Regions from separate parts of the Columba livia genome. Here region 1 is linked to region 2. Evidence: chromatin contacts called from public Hi-C data. All regions are on one chromosome and are shown on one strand. Each heading gives the region's core, a stretch centred on a gene start, on an enhancer-like site or on the middle of the called end of the contact. The rest is flanking DNA. Distances are from core to core; before and after follow the strand shown. Region 1 has its middle 16 kb from the start of MAD2L1. Region 2 holds the start of NDNF (neuron derived neurotrophic factor).

The links. Hi-C and Micro-C count contacts between places; a contact is called where the count stands out from the background.
Region 1: a contact with region 2 is called in a Hi-C map of liver, with 5 times the contacts expected there. The contact joins the enhancer-like site here to the promoter of NDNF in region 2. A contact is called at or near these places in 2 of 2 Hi-C or Micro-C datasets (crop and liver).

The regions. Positions count from the first base shown.
Region 1 is chr4:67,170,190-67,176,971 of bColLiv1.pat.W.v2, forward strand. No RefSeq gene overlaps it. Among named protein-coding and RNA genes, the nearest start is that of MAD2L1, 16 kb to the right of the region's middle. Within about 2 kb of position 4,617, at least 2 of the 3 cell types and tissues checked have an H3K27ac peak away from gene starts, as active enhancers do.
Region 2 is chr4:66,802,856-66,809,186 of bColLiv1.pat.W.v2, forward strand. NDNF (neuron derived neurotrophic factor) reads left to right here and starts at 3,758. Exons shown (of 5, transcript XM_065062161.1): 1 at 3,758-4,058; 2 at 4,271-4,359.

The DNA of each region.
Region 1 (6,782 bases), core at 3,367-5,866, 370 kb after region 2:
CCAGTGCAACGTGCCTCATGTTTGACAGCCCTGCATCAGCCCATCAACCAGCTCTGTCCTGAGCTCTCACGCATGAGGAGGCTGGATCCAACCAAGAGTCGAGGAAAAGCAGAGAACTCTCTTTTCCTGCATATTTGGGAGTCCCAGGGATAACAATGCTAATACAAAGTCATCCAGCATTATTTCACAGACCTTGATGGAGCCTTTCTTCTCATACTATGCTTGTATAAGGAAAAAGCATGTCCTGAACATTCTCTACTTGAGTTGCAAACTGTTAAATCATTGTGGTAAATGTCTTCCTTTTTAATAGCGGAGATTTTTCTCAGTCCGTTGAAACCTTATATACATCTTATATTCATCCTCATTCTCTTCCCTAAGCTGTTATTGGATGGGCCATGAACCTCAGAGCTGGGGGGACCTTGCTAAATTTTCCTCACTACCAGTGTTAACCAACTTTTGAGAAAACAGCACTCATGTAAATACACATCTGACATAAGTGCTACAATGCTCAAGTAGGATGAGAGCTGGCAGTAAAAAAATGTCTAGTTTCACAATTATGATACAGCCGTCCTTCTCCTATCACACACAGCAAGCAACAAAAAAAAAAATGGCCCCACTTTCTCCCTCACTCCCCATTATCAGTGCATCTCCTCCACATGACAGAGAAAGAAACAGCCCTCATGGAACTAGAACTTGATTTACATCATCACAGAACTGATACATTAAATAGCTATTGGAGATGATTTTTGCCATGCCCTTGGTGCAGTGCTTTCTGATGAAGAGCGCACAAAACACACATCTGGTCTATTTAGCTATGGAAACATTGTGTGAACCATATAGTAAGGGCTGATGAAAAAAGAGACCAATGAAATCTGCAAACTTAAACACATTTGCCAGAGTTGAGGGTCTGATTCTGGTAATAGTCAGTACCAAGCTGGGATAATGTAATTAAAAATGTGTGATGTTACATGGGTCCAAACATAGCAGGAGATTCCAGTGAGAAACCTAACGTGCCACATGAAATGCTCAATTTTATTAGGTGAAGCTTCTAACAATCATATGACATTTCTAAGTAACAACCTAACAATACAACCCGCGACAGTGTGAAACTGTTTGTTTCGATGTCTCTTCTTACAAAAAAGTTACCAATTTAAACAGCTTTTGTGTCTCTTATGAAAAGTAGCTGCCAAGGTTTCCACCTGGTATTAGGATGTCTGACTAACAAATCTTTCAAAATACCTTTTATTTGCATAGATATCTTTGAAGTATAGCTTTATAGTCACATTTAAACATAAGTATCCCTAAATATTATATGAATCATTTTTCAAGCAAGCTACTAATCTAGCTAGTTATATTAAAACAGCTTGGAGTGTTTTGGCTGTTTGGATTTATGCTGAAGGAGATAAACCAATAATAAATTTCAATTATGTAAAATCAGTGTCTTCAGGTGGCTTCAAAAGTGATATTTTGAATTGCCAGAGCCAAGACTCAGGCACACTTTTTCAAGTTTTCAGTTTGATTTCATATAGATGATTATTTTATTTTTTAAAACAGAAACAGGTAGCAGTGCTGGGTTATGGTATTAATTACACATTGAAACAGAAAACGTGAAGTAAACCTGGTAGCATTTTAAGAATCCAGCTATTTCAAATTCATCTGGAATTCATTGGGCTACCCCTAGCTGTAATGAATTCATGCTGTATTAGTAGTAACATCACATGTACATGCTCTACTGAGATCAGTATTATTTAATTGACTCAAAGGATTAGTTTAAGATCAACTTTCCTTTAACTATATTTTTAACATAGCTTTCTACTGAAGCACAGCTTCCCACAAGAAAAAAAGACGACATCAGAAGAAAAACATGCATAAGAAAATATACAAAATCTGACATTTTTGTCTCCTTAGGAAAGATACCAAAAGCATTAGGATTGTATAGTCTATCCCCCATGTAAACAAATACATTGTGTTTATTTATAATTTTCTCTGTGGGAAACAAAATATTCAACTCTACAAAAGTAAACATATGCAGATTCAAGAGAAGTATTAAGATGCATCTAAGTAAAAATGACATATCTTACTTAAACTGAAAAAAAAATCATGCAAACAATCTGTTTGTAAAGAAGTACTGAGCAGTATCATCTGCACATTTCTGCTTTGTCAGGAGAACACAAATAACATGCAGAAGATGAAAAGCCGGACGTGAGCCAGCAATGTGCACTCACTGCCCAGAAAGCCAACTGTATCCAGGCTGCACCAACAGCTGTGTGACCAGCGAGCCAAGGGAGGTGATTCTGCCCCTCTGCTCCGCTCTGGTGAGACTCACCTGGAGCATCACGTCCAGCTCTGGAGCCATCAGCACGGGAAAGACATGGACCTGTTGGAGAGGGGCCAGAGGAGGCCGCTAAGATGATGAGAGGGATGGAACAGCTCTGCTGTGAGGACAGGCTGAGAGAGTTGGGGTTGTTCAGCCTGGAGGAGAGAAGCTCTGGTGAGACCTTATTGCAGCCTTTCAGTACTTCTAGGAGGCTTTATAGGAAAGATGGGGACAGACTTTTTAGCAGGGCCTGTTGGGATATGACAGGGGGTAATGGCTTTGAACCATAAAAGGGTAGATTCAGAGTAGATATAAGGAAGAAATTATTTAGAATGAGGGTGATGAAACACTGGAACAGGTTGCCCACAGACATGGTAGATGACCCATCACTGGAAGCATTTAAGGCCAGGCTGGACGGAGCTCTGAGCAACCTGATCTAGTTGAAGATGTCCCTGCTCACTGCAAGGGCATTGGACTAGATGACTTTTAAAGGTCTCTTCCAACCTAAACTATTCTATGATTCTACGAAACAGATCTAACAAAACAGTAAAGGTCTCAAAAGACTCTAAATTTCTGTAGTTTTCACAAATGAGGAGAAAACTTACTAATGCCCACATGGGAAAAAAAAAGAGTGATGTCTCTCAGTACTCAGATAATTCACACAGGAGGCTATTACAAATGTCTTAAATGCAGAAGAAGCTTCAGGAAGGTTTGTAACTTAGCAGACCCCAGTTACTCCATTCTCAAGTCATTCTCTTTGCCCTGTGGATTTTCTAGAATCCTCTCAAATTCTGCACATCTAATTTCTCTTTGCTTTTCTCTGTTCAGATTACCTGGCAGTGCTTCCGAGAATACAGTTCTTACTACTACAGTATGATCTCTTTCACAGTGACTTTAATTTTAATAATGACAAGGTATAACAACTTAAAACTTCCCACTATGCAAATTCAACAACAGCTTTTGCTCCTGTAGGTCAACTGTGTATTGCTCTAAAGTTATGTTTGTTACTCAGCTTCCAAATGCCAAAAACCATATTCAAGCAATATTGAAAGTGAAAGGGACGGAAACAGGAGGAAACACACACAAACAGTAAGGAGGAGTGAACCCGGACTTGTCTCTCTCCTCTTCAGAGACATGAGAGCAGAAAAGCCTTTTTGTTGTTTTCAAAATTAACTATACGACGGAGGCAATACTTGATACTAATTCATTTTTCACTTGCAGTTACTTTAAATACTGAGGTATTGGCTTCTCTTTACATGTCTTGCATTCCTCAGTACTTGTCTCCATAAGCAGTCACAACTATCCTTCTGTTGTGGTCCAAACCATAGTCAAGACTTCAGTGCATGACCAGCAACTTCCACTCCCCTAGTGGCATCTTTATGAAAGTGCCTGCATTTAAAGGAAGTATCACAGCAACAAACAGTGTGGCTCACCACTAATCATCTACTACATTTCTACAAACAGGCATCTGCAAAAAAGCTCAACAGGGAGGTCTGCCAAGTGTCCCCTGGGATAGACTTTGTGTGAAAAGGGAACTTTGGAAGTTAATTAGACACAATCTGGTTTTTACACCAAGTTTAAAAAAAGCCAATTAGAGTTAATGGCAGTTCAAATGATTCTCATTCAGATCTCTTTGATACAGTTAATCTTATAATTCGGTTTTTCACAGCAAAACAGCAAAATGGACATTAAAAGTGACTGAACAGTGAAAGAATCCCACTTGGTGGAATTCAGTTTTCTTACAGCAAACTTATCCCTTGTGTAAGAGTTGTGAAGGCACTAGGGATTAATTAAACAGTGTTAGAAAGATATACTGAACATATGGACACAACAGAACTACAGAACTTGCTAACATTTACCAAACAAATCATCCACGTAGGGAAAGGAGACCTTCTGTGTGGAGCACACTGCCTCATGGCATGTGTGGAAAAGGCCCTTGTACAGTGCCTGCCTCAAACACACCCAACAGCCAGGGAGCAGCAACAGTCCCCTTTTGAAGACAAACATACACACTTCGGAGATGAACTCAACAACTGAACAACAAGGGGCAGAAATTACCAAATGATATATCTATGTTTCCAAACAGTACAGCACTTTGATCACAAGAGACAGACTACGCTGCACAGTGAAGAGATCCTTGAACCAAGCCTAACACACTCCTGTGCTTCAACAAAGCAACATGCAGTGCTAACACCTCTGAACCCCGCTGCAACTGGATCCAGAACGGATCCCCAAATCTGTCTTAGGAACAGTATCTGCTTCTGCTTGTAAACCAGCTATTGGCAGGCAAGGACAAAAGGCCGTGCACACCACAGGCAGCTTGGACAGGGCAAGGAACGAGACTTGAGTAACACTGGCAGGAAGCAGGACCCTGCGGAACAAGGTTAATGCTGAGCTGGGACCACCCAGCGTATTTATGACCACAGATACCTCGCAGCTTTATTCGCCCTACTCTGGCAGAGGCTTAGCACCACACTATGATACTAATAGGGTTTGCAAAGGCAGCACAGATCCCAGGTTATTTTTATACTGAACAACAAGCTGAATCAAAGGTTTTCCTACTCCCCCCCGCCCTGTCCCCTTCCATAAAACCCAGCTATTTTGGCCCAAAATGTGCATGGACAAGACTTTACATGGGTAACTTTTTTTTTTTTTTCCTAATATAAAAGGACATCAACCACTGGGGTTTATTTTACTCTAGCTCTTTCTCCACCTTCCTCACATTAAAATGATTACTTAAAATTATGCTTTGATGAGCTTCAATTTAGTGTCCTGCTTTTTCTTTTTAAAAGTGCCAGTACAAAAAACAAAATAAAAAGAATAACATTTAAGACAATAATAATTAAAAACTAGCCATTTACACTTTTATACATTTATGCTTTTTTATTTTTCTGAACTTTAGCAAGAAACCAAACAGTCTGGGAGCCATGTGAAATTCTGGACAGAAGGTATGCCATCATAAGATGTTAATAATGTCCTTGTGCTAATACAGTCACCTGCATGGGATTAGCAAAAAGCAAATTATTCTGTATTTCTTAAATGCCACATAAAAACTCCCAGCTCTTGCTCTTGCATAGCCTTGTGTGTCTCACTCCCACAATTCCCCCCCTCTGAATCCCCTCCTGACAAAACACCCACTCCATCAGTATCACACCAACTCAAACACCAGTAGCTCTGAGAAGGTCTTTACTCAGACAAACGCTTTCTAACCTGGGCAGCCCGAACGGCTGGGCAGTGTACACAACACTTTACCTTTCCTGCTCTTAAACAGGGTTCATTTCTGGAATGCTCAGCTGGAATGCACTTGAATTCTGTTCAGTCATTAGTGGGGAAACTACCCTTCTGTTTTCAATTTAGTGCCTACCTACTTATTGTTCCTGTTCATACAGCAGGACAGCAAATGGTTAAATTAAAAAAAGTAAAAATATTTTTGTCAAAATGCTTGCTTACAGCCTGCATAAAATAAAAACTTTGATGGACTAAAAAGCCATGATGTTCCAATGCCATCGATCTCAAATATATCTTTTTTTTTCACTGATATTTTCACTTAATCCTATTTTCAGGCAAAACCATAGTTAGCCAGAAAATTTTCAGTTATATCTAGGTCTTAATCTATCTCAGAAGGACTGACTTCATTCTCCAAAATGCTCCCACAGTTTCCATTAATTTCATTCACGTGCTTACAATACACTTCATAATCCACATAGGTTTATATGATCATGGTAAACTTTGATGTGATGAGCACAAAGTATCTATCTATAAAACCTTTTCAAAAGGTACACATCTCAAAATGCGTGCTGAAATTTAACTTCATGTAGATCAGAAGTTAAGAATAATGTACGTAGAACTTCTTATAGAAAAAAAATTATGGGTTTATTCTATTTAGAATATCTGGATAAATCCAGAAATTTCTACAGACATTTGTATCAGAAATTCATAATCTTCTGATTACCCTCACACCCTCGATGAAGTACCTCCTGACAGACAAAATTTCCTGTAACTTTTTACAGACATATAAGAACAAACTCAGACTATTGATTATGTCTGTGCATTACAACACTGCACTCTTAAGCCAGAATCAAACACTTTAATTGTATGACCTCTGTTTTAATAATACCAACATCAAACGCTCCCTAAGGGTTCTAGAAATACCAGCCTCACAGCATTTACTAGGCAGTGCTGACCTCCCTCGCACACTCATGGAATTACGGGTTTTTTATAACTGTCAGTTATAATTATTTCTATTAAATGCAGACCCAAGTTACTGCTAATCATGACTTAACTTTCAACTTTAGTCTTGGGTTAGCAATGGCAAGATCAGCTGGTGCTTTAATGAAAGTGGCACGCAATTCCATCTATCATATTCCAATGTGCAAATAAATGCTCAGGGGATATGAATTTCTGTAATTTTAGGGAAACAAGTAAGATGATTTTTCATGAAACTGTCATTTCAAAAGTGCTGATT
Region 2 (6,331 bases), core at 2,508-5,007:
ACTGTTCACTCAGGACTATTCTATTGAGGGAGAGCCATGCCTACTGCACACACCCGTGTTATATGCCGCAGATGTACAAAAACATTAAGAAATCTGAGCATCTTCATGTTAGGCTCATCCTGGGATCTTGGATCTTCTGGGAAAGTCTGAAGGGAAAAATGTTGTCATGAGGGTGATTTGGGTGTTTTTGCTCAGTAGAGTTTTGATTTTTTTTTTTTTCTTATCACTAGTTACCAGAAGAGAAGTCTCAGCCTTGAGATGGGAGCTGGTCCTCACCTAGCAGGAGGAAGGAGAAGAAGAGGAGGAGGAAATTGATGCCATGGATATTTTCAGTGTCCTGGAAGGAATTAGAACACTACAGACTCCCTTCACCTGTCCTGTGCGAAGGTAAATCCTTCTCAGTTAGGCCTTTGACCCAAGGTCGGTTCTGCAAACCAGTTCTAAGTTTCTGCCATGTAAGTTGCAATCTTCTGTGTTCAATAGATAAGTACTTATGGAACCCTCAAACTGCCCCTAAAAATTGCAATTACTACTTCTGCAAGGAGGTTTTATGAGGAGCAGAACATCCTATTTGTTCATGTGCCTGCACAAGCTTTATGTTTACCTGAAGTTCAGGACACACGAAGCATTAAATGCAAAAAAATCCCACAAACCAAAACTTTTAGTCTTAAGTACCATTTTTGAAATGCTGATTCCTATTGCCAAGGAAAGAATTTGTTGTTCTGTTACGTGAGTGTGCAATATTGTGATTCTCCTTTATTAAATTAATTTCTTTTAATTAGTGGAGTAGATATTTTGCATCAGAGTTTAAGGGGTCTATTGGGCACTTGAGATTAAATCAGTGGTTTGTTAACAATTTTATCTGGAAAATAGATTGGATTATTTAAATTTTGTGAAATAGCACCATTTTTCTTTTGTCAGTAGAATAAAATTATGATTAAGAAATAATGCTTGGAGCATGAGAGCTCTGCTTGTTATTTGTTTTCACATGGAGATTTGTGATTTTACATGAAAATCATTCATCTTTAGTATGGTTTTGTAATAATATATCTAATTTGGCAAAATAAAACAAGTGCTACAGTGGTGTCTAACAGCAGGTGTTTTCCAACCATGATATGGTAAATGCCAATGCTGGCTACTCCATTCAGTAGCACCATATTTTAGATTTGTGTTTTATTTTTATGCTGTTGGAGCAAAATGTCTTGTTAATCAGTTCATAAAACAGTAGGATTAAAAAGAATGCACTGGAGGTGTAAAACAGTCAACACCAAGAGATTTTAAAGATTAGTTTAACAAATAAAACATAATTGGATAAAATAGGTGAGTAATGAGTTAAGGGCAGCCCAAATGTGTAATTTCTTGGGGTCAGCGGCAATGTGTCAGTTTACGCCAGCCGGGTAACGCCTGGAGGACAGGTAACAGGGTGCTGTGAAGTTGTGTTCACCGTGCTCTGCTGTTGACTTGTCTTGTTTTATCTTCCTCCCACCAGCGCTTTTAAGTGATGCAGGGGAAACACTGAGTTAAATCGTGAGCTGCACGCCAAATGCTGCATGTGCTTTTGATTTTTTTCCAGGTAGGGTAAAGAAAATGTGTCTTATTAAAACAAGAAACTGTAATTGAGGTGAGAAGGGAGCCAGTGGAGTGCCTGCAGGATGCTCACCGCCCTGCTGCTGGTCGCAGTAGCTCTGGGGTTTTGGTGGAAGCGTGCTGGGCACGCTGCTCCCCACCTGCCTGGGTTGCTCTTGATGAAGTAGCAATACCCTGGGGAAAGATGTTCTCATAGGCTCCTGCTTTGCCCAGCCCTGAAAGGCCATCACGTCCCACGCACAAGTCACTCTGCTTCAGGCAGCACCCCTGTGCTGACCTACAGGCAGAGGGAAAACTTGACTGCTTGCTCAGATGAAATCTGTGGCCTGGCCTCAGGCAAGCAAAACCTAGTAAGCCATATCAGCGTTCCTGCAGATGATAGGAAGGTAATTTCTCTGCTTTTACAAGTGATTTTTGTTTTATCACTTACCTGCACGCTGTCACTGAAATCTTTGTGTCTGCTGAGACTCCACCTGGATGTTCATTTGTTGCCCCACTGGGGGTGGTGGCAGCAGTTACTGAGCCAGATGCTTCCTACATGCCTCTGGAGGCCCCTGCTGCCCAGCCCATTCCTCTTCCGAGAGTGGTCACTGTGTGATGCTGCATAACTAAAACCCATCATAGACTATGAGGCACAATTGATTGATAAGTCTGGTTTAGCATCTCGATTTCTGAGGTTAATAGATAACAATACCCTTCTCCTAGCAACAAATGTTAATTGATGGATTACTAATAACAGATCTTCAGATCTGCATCAAAATGCGACCCACATAATTGGGTGAAAAATATTGTATATACACACAATTAAACACACACATGCATGCACACACAGTGTCATCTGTCCTCCATGCCAAATGCACAGTAACACTGGGTGCTAAAATTTGCGATGAATTATTTATATGATGAATTATCCCTCTCTCTCTGCTCCTAGAATATCCAATTGCCCATTTTGCTTTAGAAAGATTTGTTATTCAGATTTATTAACTGGATAGCTTATCAAACATTTCCTCCTCTTTTTCTCCATAATATGCATCTTATTTTCTGGTAGCACCTATCCATTCACTCTAACAGGGTCTCCCAGCATGGTGAAACTGTGAAAAGCGCAATTGTTACCAAGACAGTTTACAGTCACCTTTGTGAACCAGCTACAGATGTTCCAAATTTTGGATATTTGTTTGCTCACTTAAGTCAGAACAGTTTCAGCTCCAAGTAAATGGTCTGCAGCTACAGAACAAGATTGCAACTACATGTGAATGAATAATTTGGTTCTCATCAGTATTTAGCATGCAGCTTTTGAAATTCGTTCTTGTGGCCATTTTTGCTGGTAAAACTCCATTCCCTGGAAGCCTTTGGGGGGTGCAGGGAGATGAAGAGTGCCTAAAGCCAAATCATCTAGAGGTTTTCTGACCTTGTCTTTTAGTTTCTCAGTTTTGCTGCATTGGCATAGGGAATGGCATTTTACAGTCTAGGACTTGTTGCCCTGCGTGTTGCATGCTGCCATGCCTGAGATCTGCTCCTGTACAAACATGGACCGTCTCTGGATTCAGGGATCAACATTTAAACACCCATTTCCCAGGTGCTGGGATAGAACCTGAGACAGATAAATGGACTTAAAAGGAATGACCTACCACGTTACTTTTCCATATTTTAGGCGTTCATTGTTTGGTTTCCTTTTAACTGGCTGTCCTACTGCCTCTCAGATACTCATGTAATTTCCAGCATTTAAATCCCAAATCCACCTTCCATATCTGTGTTTAATATTTTTGTACCTTGTAAATTTTAAGACTGGTGAACGTTGTTCTTAAAGCGTTTTAATGGTTCCTCTAGCTGGGAGTTGCTTTGTGCTTTGCTTTAAATCGTGATAGAGATTTACAGGTGTGATAGAGTTGGAATTGCAAGCATCCAAAAGAGAGTTTTCTGTATGCAGAGGAGTCGGTATTCACATACCTCAGTAAATAATATCCCGAGGATGTCATCTCGTTTCCCTTGAAATCATAAACAGTAATACCCTCTAAGAACAATAGCACTAAAACTGTCCTCGGGTTAAAAATAATCGGTTTGCCTGTGAGTAAAGCACACAGTCTCAAGAGCTCTTTGGCTGGGTAGCAATATTTTACCTCTAATGACCTCAAACCGAAGCAAACCATTTCTGCAGGCTCTACAGAACACCGTTGTGCCAGGAATAGGACCCGAAGGTTGCTGCCTCCCTTCACCTGAGCACATCCCTCTCTGCTTGCTCTTGCTCTCTCCAAAGGCTTGGGGGAAAACTGGTGACATTGTACTGGATATACTTTATTAATTTTGGCTTTCTTAAGTAGTCAGATTCTTGCATTTTTGGGTGATTGAATCTCTGTGTCTTCTGCAGCAGAAGAGGAGCACGTGTAGTTTGCTGCATTTTTTTTTTTTTATTTGAGGTGTTGCATTTGGGGGTTGAGAGAGGAAGAAGTCGGGATGCTGTGTGCAAATACCAGGTATTTTTAGGTTCTCCTTAAATATGCATAAATTAGTTTTAAACTTCTGTGTGTTTCCTCCATTCCCCAAACTCATACCCTTGAATGTATTAGAAAATTAGAAATGTAGTTGTGAAATACGTAGTGTTAGGGACGTGGAAACAGAAGGATGACTGAGTGTGGGCTCCCATGGGGCTTTTATTCTTAATCTTGGTTGTTTTTGGTTTTTTCAGTGAATTTATATATTTGTGCAGATCCTCGGGCAGAGTGCTCACTGGCTTGCAGTGAATAAACCAGCTACCCTGTGAGTTGAGAGTGGGAGGTAAGTGGCAGTAACTAATGGCAATTAGCAGAGGTCTGGACAGCTACGAGTCCCTGAAGACATGAGCTGTTTTGGGGGTTGTGTCTTCACGGAGTGAAGCTGATTGTCACCCTACAGGATATGACAATTTCCATCCCTCCACCGAGGCTTCACTGTCAGATTTGCTCAGCAGACTTGCAAAACAGGCGGGGTTTATTTTATTTGTGCCCCTGACTATTTGTCGAAGTAGTAGGGAAGGAATGATTACCTTCAGGGAAATTACCCACCAGCTGCAATCGGTAATAACTTGTTTAAAGCTTATGTGGCACCTGACGTTTTTATGACTGATGTACCAAAAAAGAAACGAAAAGTGAGAAGGGTTTGTTTTTAACGGCAAAGGATACTTTCCACCTTTTCGTTGCAGCTCCCAGGTAAGGGTAAGAAAAAAGTCCCTCGCTGCCCGAACCTGAAAGCTGCCTCTGATCCAAACGCAAGAAGGGAGAAGCGGCGAGGTTGCGTACGCGGTTTCGTGTCACCCGTCCCGACTGCCGGGCAGGAGAACACTTTCAAGATGGATGTTGAGCCGCTTCTCGCCGTGCAGCGCGGCACCACGTCGGGCGGCTCTGCCGGGGCTGCTGCTGCCGCCGCCGGGGGGCAGCGCGGGGCGGGGGCGCCCCTGGGGCCGGGGCTCCCCCGCGGGCCCGCCCCTCCGCCCCCCGCGGAGAGGCGCGGTGGCGGGGCGGGGCGGCCGCGCCCGCGGGGCTCCCCTCGCCGCCCGGTCCGGCGGCAGCAGCGAGACGCGCTGGGTGCCGCCGCTCCACGCAGCTGCTGCCAACTTTTGCTGGCGCTCAGCTGCGCCGCGGTTCCTCCCGGGAGGCGAAGTCGGGGCCGTGCCTTCGCCCCGAGCGGCGGCGGGTGCCCTCGGGGAGGATCCAGCTCCTTTGCCCTGTTTTTTCCTCTTTTTTTTTTTTTTTTCATTTTTCTTTTGCGCGGAGGGGTGGGGAACGGAAGAAGCTATAAAGCGCTAAGGGACGTGCGTGACATAGTCCGTGTTGCAGCCCATCCCCACTGGAGCTGGGGGCTTAGGTAAACACCCGCTCTCCTAGAAAAAGGCCCTCCCCCCCCTCTTCCCCGCTTCGGGAGAGACCGGACGGGACGGGACCGGACCGGCCGCCGCAAGGTAAGTCACCGGTACCAGGGCGCGGGACCGGGGCCGCCCGCGCAGCCACTCCCGGGCTCCGCTGGGGCAGCCCCGTCGGGGCGGTGGGTGCAGGCGGAGGAGCGCGGTGTCCTCTCTGGGTGCGGGACCTCTCCGCGAGACGCGGCCAAACGGGGCGGGGGAGCAGCCACGCGGTCCCCCGCACTGTCCCTCCGGCCGCGGCTCCAGCACCGACCCCCTCGTCCCGGCGCTGCTCTGCCGCGCGTCTGCGGGATGCTGCCTGTAGGACCTCAGCCCTCTCTTGGATACTCCCCTCCCCTTCGAGGTTTGGTTTTTTCCTCCCCGTTTTTGCCCTCTCGCAGCCCACGGCGGCCCGTGCCCGGTGCCCGGCCGCAGTGCCCGGGCTGCCGCTGGGAGCCCCGGCTCGTCCTCCAGCGCCCAGGCGCTGCCGCTGAGCGGGTATGTGCCAGGCAGGCGACGGCTCCAGCTTCGTTAGCTTCACACTTTGTTATAGTGGAGGGAGAAGGAAAAAGTGGCTACCAGAAAAAGTAGATTAAAACCTCAGCGGTGGGATTTAAGTGCCGAGACTTGCTACGTGTGGCTTGCGTCGTGTTTTTATTTCAACAGTGCAGAGACAATAGCTTCAGAGCGTTCTTTAATCACTTGCAGATACATAACTTTTCTGTATTTAAACCTTTGTAGGTTAGTAAATTAGTGCAGATTTTTGAAAAACAGTGGTTCTCTGAACATTTTTCTTTTCTGGATATATTTAGCACTTGAGTTTTAATGTGCTGGGCTTTCCTCTGGCCAGTTAGGTTGGTGCCAGGGATGAGC